2 separate regions of the Manis pentadactyla genome follow, and region 1 is linked to region 2. A link is a contact called in public Hi-C data. All regions are on one chromosome and are shown on one strand. The core of a region is the stretch at or near the end of the contact, and the rest is flanking DNA. Distances in the headings are between cores, read along the strand shown.

The links. Hi-C and Micro-C count contacts between places; a contact is called where the count stands out from the background.
Region 1: a contact with region 2 is called in a Hi-C map of skin fibroblasts, with 7 times the contacts expected there. The contact joins the promoter of SLC16A11 here to the promoter of LOC118917898 in region 2. A contact is called at or near these places in 3 of 3 Hi-C or Micro-C datasets (blood, fibroblasts and skin fibroblasts).

The regions. Positions count from the first base shown.
Region 1 is chr4:136,296,596-136,300,444 of mManPen7.hap1, forward strand. SLC16A11 (solute carrier family 16 member 11) reads left to right here and starts at 1,819. Exons shown (of 5, transcript XM_036896108.2): 1 at 1,819-2,088; 2 at 2,347-2,554; 3 at 2,817-2,960; 4 at 3,124-3,849. The coding sequence starts at 2,353. SLC16A13 (solute carrier family 16 member 13) reads right to left here. Exons shown (of 5, transcript XM_036896109.2): 5 at 3,544-3,849.
Region 2 is chr4:136,166,035-136,169,429 of mManPen7.hap1, forward strand. It overlaps LOC118917898 (asialoglycoprotein receptor 1), which reads left to right and starts at 2,139. Exons shown (of 10, transcript XM_036896237.2): 1 at 2,139-2,337; 2 at 2,590-2,679. The coding sequence starts at 2,613.

The DNA of each region.
Region 1 (3,849 bases), core at 569-3,068, 130 kb after region 2:
CCTCACAAAAGCCTTATAAGGCAGCTACTATTATTGTTCCCATTTTAGAGATGAAGAAATTGAAGCACAGAGAGGTTGAGTAACTAGTTATTTGGCTAGCTGGTGGCAGAGCTGGGATTCAAGCCCAGGAAGTCTAACGTGTCAGTCCATTCTCCCAAACTAAATGCTATATTAGCAACATGAGCAAAGATGTATAATGATGGTCATTTTGGTGAACAATATAGGGAATGTGAGGTAGAAAAGGAGTGTGCTTTTTCACAACCAATCACTCCAGTCCCAGGCTGTGGGATGCCCTCCGGGTTCCAAAGTATCTGTCAACGTGCTCAGCATCACTTTGTACAACTTCAAGACCCAGAGGGCCCTGTCGCCTCTTTGGCTGCCATGCATTTTAAATTCTTTTTACTGCATTTCACTTTACTTTTACATGATTTGTTTCCATTGGCTTCCTTCATCTTGAAGCAGAATCCTCCCCAGTCAACTCAGGAAGTGGGGGCTCTCCCTTCCCTCCTGGGTACCTTTCACAACAGCATCTCAGGTTAGGGATCCTGCTGAGACCAATTTCCTAGGGTGTACATGGCAGGACCTTCACCCTTCATTGACTCCTGTACCACATCGATGTTTCAAGCAGAGGGCATGACATATGCAAAAATTCAGGAGTGAGAAAAAAGCTAGACTTGTTCATGGAGCAGCTGAGATGCTACTTAATGAATGATGGAAAGGTGTACAAGAGGGGAAGAAGATGGAATGGGAAGGTAGTCTGAGTCTACTTTTGATTGTGAAAGGCCTTATCTTCAAAGTAGAGACATTGGATTTTTTTTACTCCTATAGGCAATGAAGAGCAATTTGCAGACACTTTCTTAATGATTAGGAAATACTGCCATCATGTGGCTGTCAGATGATGCACGCTCCAAACTGTAAATGGCCCAGTTTTCTGATGTTTAGCAATGAAACCAAAGAACATATCTCGATTCAAATAGCTGCAGTGACCCAGTTGTAACCTTAATCCTAATGTTAAAAAGATTAAAAGAATATTCTTAATAAAGTTTTTCAAGAAATCAACACCTGAATTCAATTCTCAAATTTCTTACTTTGTTTTAAAAATTTTAGTCTAAATCTTCAGGGTTCTGACCACAGGATGCATTCTATTTCCATGAACCCCTATCTTAGAATCATAAACTCCCTGGCCCCGCAAAGGTGTACCATTTCCAGGCCAGTTTAGCTTCAAACTGTCTTCACACCATTTCCCGCCACTGGCGGATTCTATTTCAGTCCTAGGTCTGTTTTCCTTGTATGGTCCTTGAGTTGGACAGATGTAAATTCAAGTATTTCCACCATTTTTAGCTGGGTAATTTTGGGCAAGTCACCTAATCTTTCTAAGCTTCAGTCACTTCATCTGTAAAAGATGACACCTTCTTCACAGGGTTATTGTGAGATTGCAAAGATGAGCGTAAAGAGTGCCTGTCATAGCTCCTGTAATAATAATAATATTCCTTCCCCTCCAACCCTGAGGCCGTATTATTGTTGAGCGCGGAAGCAGCACTCACTCAGTGTGGATCTGTGATTTGACATCCGATATTCCTGGTCCTCCAGCAACGTTTTCTGATAATAAAATGAATCATCCTCTCAGGTCTTGCGGGGACCACCCCTATTTCTGTGCGTTGCGTACAGACCTTAGGCTTGCTGGGGTTTGCAATCCACTCGTCTGCCCCGTGCGCAGCAGGTGGCAGGTGCGTGGGCGTGAGCGGGGCGGGGCGGCATTCATTCCTCCCCGCTCTCTTCTGATGTGCGTGCGTGCGTGTGTGTATATATATATATATATAATTCAATCCCCGTGGGACTCAGCTTCTGGCCTCACCCGTAGCTCAGCAGATTGGCTGATTGTCTCAGCTCGCCCCCGCCTTCCAAAGCCCCAGTGTCCCAGGTGGCTCAGGCCCCCTGTGGTGATCTCTGTTTACCGAGAGAGCCCGTAAGTTGGGCTCCATCTCTGCTCTGGCTCCCCTCTGGGGCCCCGCCCGCCTAGGAATCGGGGAGAAACCGGGCCAAGCCAGTCCTCGCCCTTTCCTTCCCCGCAGCGACCGGGGAGGTCGGGTAAGGGGTAAGGGGTGCGTGTGGGAAAGGGAGTCCCGGGGCTGGGGGATCGGCGGTCACTCCGTCCCGGTACCTCGCGCGGACCCAGGAATTCTATCCCTAGGCCTAGCTCCCGCTCCCCCCGCCCCCTCCTTATCGTGCTCAGGGTGACGAGCCCACCCTGGGTAAGCATCCAGAAGCTGGGTCTCAGGGATGCCCATGTCCGTGGAGGAGGCACAGATTCTGAGACTTTATTCACACGTGTTCCTCCTCCCCCAGACGGCGATGACCCCTAAGCCGGCCGGACCCCCGGACGGGGGCTGGGGCTGGGTGGTGGCAGCCGCAGCCTTCGCGGTGAATGGGCTCTCCTACGGGCTGTTACGTTCCCTGGGCCTTGTCCTCCCTGACCTCGCGGAGCATTTTGACCGAAGCGCTCAGGATACTGCGTGGGTCAGCGCTCTGGCCCTGGCCGTGCAGCAGGCAGCCAGTGAGGGGAGGGCCCCGTTGTGGGAGGCGGGAACGGGGGTGGAGGGGCCGTGGGTGTCATCGTGGGGGACCCGTCTAATTACCAGGCAATCTGAAGGGCGACCGGTAGAACCAACTTCTAGAAAAGAATGGGTCCTGGGGTCAAGGGGAGGAGCTATTAGGCTGGAGGAGGAGCTTTAGACCAGGCAAACGGCCAATGAGAAATGTTGGAGCGAGTTTGGCGGCCCAGGGGCGTGTCTCCCGTTGACTCCGCCCCCTTCTAGGCCCAGTGGGCAGTGCCCTGAGCACCCGCTGGGGAGCGCGCCCCGTGGTGATGGTTGGGGGCGTCCTCACCTCGCTCGGCTTCGTCTTCTCCGCTTTCGCCCGCAGTCAGCTGCACCTCTACCTTGGCTTGGGCGTTTTCGCCGGTGAGAGGAGAGGGATACCTGGGTCCTTAGGGGTGATGGTGGACACCGGAGATTTTTGATGACTGGAGGCCAACGGGGCGGGGGCCTCCTGCAAGGAGCAGGGCTGGGATTGCTGGGGTAGGCATCCCAGGTCCCCGTCCTCACCCGTCATATCCATTCGCAGGCTCCGGCTGGGCCTTGGTGTTCGCCCCTGCCCTCGGGACCCTCTCCCGTTACTTCTCCCGCCGTCGAGTCTTGGCGGTGGGGCTGGCACTCACGGGCAATGGGGCCTCCTCACTGCTCCTGGCGCCCACCTTGCAGCTCCTCCTTGATACTTTCGGCTGGCGGGGCGCCCTGCTTCTCCTTGGCGCCATTACCCTCCACCTCACCCCCTGTGGTGCCCTGCTGCGACCTCTGGCGCTCCCTGGAGACACCCCTTCCCCACCCCGCGGGCCCCTAGCTGCCCTAGGCCTGGATCTCTTCAAACGCCGGGCCTTCTTAGTTTTTGCTCTGGGAACCGCCCTAGTGGGGGGCGGGTACTTCGTCCCCTACGTGCACTTGGCCCCTCATGCTTTAGACCGGGGCCTGGGTGGGTATGGGGCAGCGCTGGTGGTGGCAGTGGCCGCAGTGGGGGATGCGGGCGCCCGGCTGGTCTGCGGGTGGCTGGCAGACCAGGGCTGGGCGCCCCTCCCGCGGCTGCTGATGGTTTTTGCGGCTCTGACCGGGTTGGGGCTGCTGGCAGTGGGACTGGTGCCTGTAGTGGGGAGTGAGGAGGGCTGGGAGGGGGCCCTGCTAGCCGCGGCTGGAGCCTATGGGCTGAGCGCAGGAAGTTACGCCCCACTGGTTTTCGGTGTGCTCCCAGGGCTAGTGGGCATCGGAGGTGTTGTACAGGCCACAGGGCTGGTGATGA
Region 2 (3,395 bases), core at 889-3,388:
GGAAACTTCATATTGCTTTCTACAATGGTTGAAGTAGCTTACATTCCCACCAGCAGTGTAAGAGGGTTCCCCTTTCTCTGTATCCACGCCAGCATTTTCAATGTTGGCCATCCTTACTGGTGTGAGGTGATATCTCATTGTGGTTTTAATTTGCATTTCCCTGATGATTAGCGATGTGGAGCATCTTTTCATGTGCTTATTGGCCATCTGAATTTCTTCTTTGGACAAGTGTTTGTTCATATCCTCTGCCCATGTTTTTAATCAGGTTATTTGCTTTTTGGATGTTGAGGTGTGTGAGTTCTTTATATATTTTGGATGTTAACCCCTTGTTGGATATGTCATTTACAAATATATTCTTCCATACCGTAGGATGCCTTTTTGTTCTGCTGATGATGTCCTTTGCTGTACAGAAGCTTTTAAGCTTGTTGTAGTCCCATTTGTTCATTTTTACTTTTGTTTCCCTCAAGATATATATTCCTAAAGGAATAAATGCAAAGGGTGGACGACTTTTCAGAGTGCATAAATCTACCACTATTGTGGCATATTTTGTTTTTAGCTGCTTTTGTAGTTTCTCAGGATTTTCTGGTAGTTTACAGGGGACTTGCTTGGAAATTAGTGGCTCAGTGTATCATTCTTGTTTGGCCTTCTTCACCCCTGACTCCTATTCTAAAGTTATTGGCTTTGGAAGGTGTTTTACAGCTGTGGTCCAAATACTGATCCCTAATCAGTGGGTTTGGGGTATGTGGTTATAGGTAGAAATCAGATTGCAAGAACATCTTATTCCAGTATAACATGCAAACACAAAGATGCACAGATCATAAGTGTCCAGCTTGCTGCTGTTTAACAAACCAAACACAGCATCCAACTCAAGAAACTGATCATTTCCATTACCCAAGAAGTCCCCCTGCCCACCCCTCTTCCAACTACTTCTATGCTGACAAAAACAGTGTGGGTTTGTTTGCCTGAATGAACCAGAGTGTAAGTGATAACATAAGAGAATGCTGAATTAACAGCCCAATAGTCACCAAAATTATTGGCCACAGTCCCAGGGCATGCAAACAACAGGGACTTTTCCAGACACAGATTAATGAAGGCGCGCACATGCTTTCACACTTTATGCGAGGGACATGATCCTGAATATCTCACATAATGTAAAACTCTCATAACCCTAGTCTGGTTTTCTCATTGGAAGAGCCGCACAAGGGCTTGCACAATTGCATATTTGGGGCCTAAAGTGAGACTTATTAACATCTTAATATTGTTCAATTTCTAATTCTAATTCTAATTCTAATTATAATTCTAATTCTAATTCTAATAATTCTAATTTTAATTCGAATTCTAATTCATATACTCCTCTCTGAAACTGCCACAGGGGCTGTGAGGGACTGCATTTTAGCATCTCTGGGACCCCAGGGCCCTGCCATGGTGACAGGATGGGAATGGGTTCTGGGGACAGCACACAGGTCCTGGAGTCAGGCTGCCCACGTTCTAGTCCTCCCTCTGCTGCTTCCTTCCTGGATAAGTGCTTACCTTTCAGGGTCTCAGCTTCCTCATCCACAGTCAGGATGTGCTCTGAGGGTAGTAAGAGAAGTTAATGAATGAAAAGCTCCAAGCATACAGTAGGAGCCAGTGGAAGCTTGTTGGCATTGATCCCAGCTGAGGTGGGAAACGCCTGCTCCCCTGTCTCTCTCCCCACTGCCCCCCATGCTGTTTGCAAGACTTTATCCCCAGGAGAGTGAGCCAGTGAGCCTCGAGCTGGGACTCCTGAGCCCCCACAGGAAGCTGGGGCCTAGCCTCAGATGCCAGGGTCACAGACCTGGATTGGGCAAGAGCAGAGAATGGGTCCCTCTGATCATGGTCAGGGATGTTTGGAAATACAAACAGTTCTGAGAAATTGAGTGGTAGGAAGTCAAAGGAGGGAGGCAGAGAGAAAACAGCAATCTGTGTCCCTGGCCCCTCCTGGTCCTGGCCCTTCTCCCAAATCATGCAATGAAGAGTGAGGTGACTGGCATGTGGGGCAAGGGGGCAGACAGGGAGGCCCCTCCCTGGGGAGGAAAGCCGAGGCAACCCGTCCCCCAACATTCACTGAGTTCCTAATCCATTCCACCTCTGTTTACTGTCCAAAGTCCCAGGCCCTGGGGATGCCAGTTTCAGCATGCTCAGACACACAGACACACAGAACACAGGGCTCAGGGCCCGTGTGTGGACCCTGCCCCCTCCCCTCCCACCATCCAGGGCTGTCCACGCACCCCAATTCTCTAGGCTTCAGCCCCTTTCTTAGTCTGGGATCTGCACAGCATTGAGGGACCCAGGAGTCAACCTCCAGACCTTCAGCAAGTAAAAGGGGAAGAAAGGCAAGAGGGACTGGCTGGGAAGTGGGGTGGAGGAGGGAATGGTGGGGACTGTCAGGAGGGGTGGGGGCTGGGTGGGAGACCTTCAGAGGATGAATTTTTGGATGTCAGGACTGGGAGAGAATAGGAGAAAGAAGAAAGGTCTCCATGTAGCCATGGATCACTTAGAAAGGGACTGGATCCCATACCCCAGCTCCATTCAGCTCCAACCTCAGCCCTAACCCCAGCCTTGACCTAGTCCCAGGTCCAGTCAGCCCTACCATGACAACGGAATATCAAGACCTTCAGCATCTGGACAATGAGGAGAATGATCATCAGCTCAGAAGAGGTGAGGGGGCACGTCTCCCCATTTCCAAGAGGGCAGCATTTGGTAGCCCCCTCACCTCAGCTCCTGCTTCTTCCTGTGGCCTCTGGGTTGCCCCACTCCCAGGAACATGCTGTCTGAGCTGCCCCTCTTAGGAAGGTACAAGGTGTGGGGCTGGAGCTGGAGTCCTTTTGTGGTGATGGGGGTCTAAGGCTTCTGTGTGCCTCCTGACTCTTTCTGTGTCACCCATTTCTCAGGACCCTGGGGAGAGGGTGGACCCAGGGGCATGGGAGTGACTTGGAAGAAGTTAGTCCCCCTACTCCTTTTCTCTTCCCACACCTGGTGAGCTTTGCCGTGTGCGTGTGTGTGTGTGTGTGTGTGTGTGTGTGTGTGTGTATGGGGTGCCTGGGATCAGTTCATCATGGAGTTCGATTTCTGGGAAGAGGCGGAGGGATCTCTGATCCAAGGGAGGATGAGGTCCTCCTGCATCAAAAAAGCAGCCCCCCTTCTTTCTTGTGCTAGCATGGACGCTTGGGCTCAGTGAGAAGGTTCTTGAGGAATGGGAACGGGCAGTGACTTTTTACAGGGAAGGGGCTTCATGGGAGAAGAGAATTGAGGGGAGGCCCCCACATTCCGTCTCATACCCTCAGGGCTCCCCAGCAGGGAGCAACTTGAGGGACCTGAAGTGAAGTCTGGCTACTCAGCCTTCTCTCCTTGCGCTCAGCCAAAGAGGAGTGGGA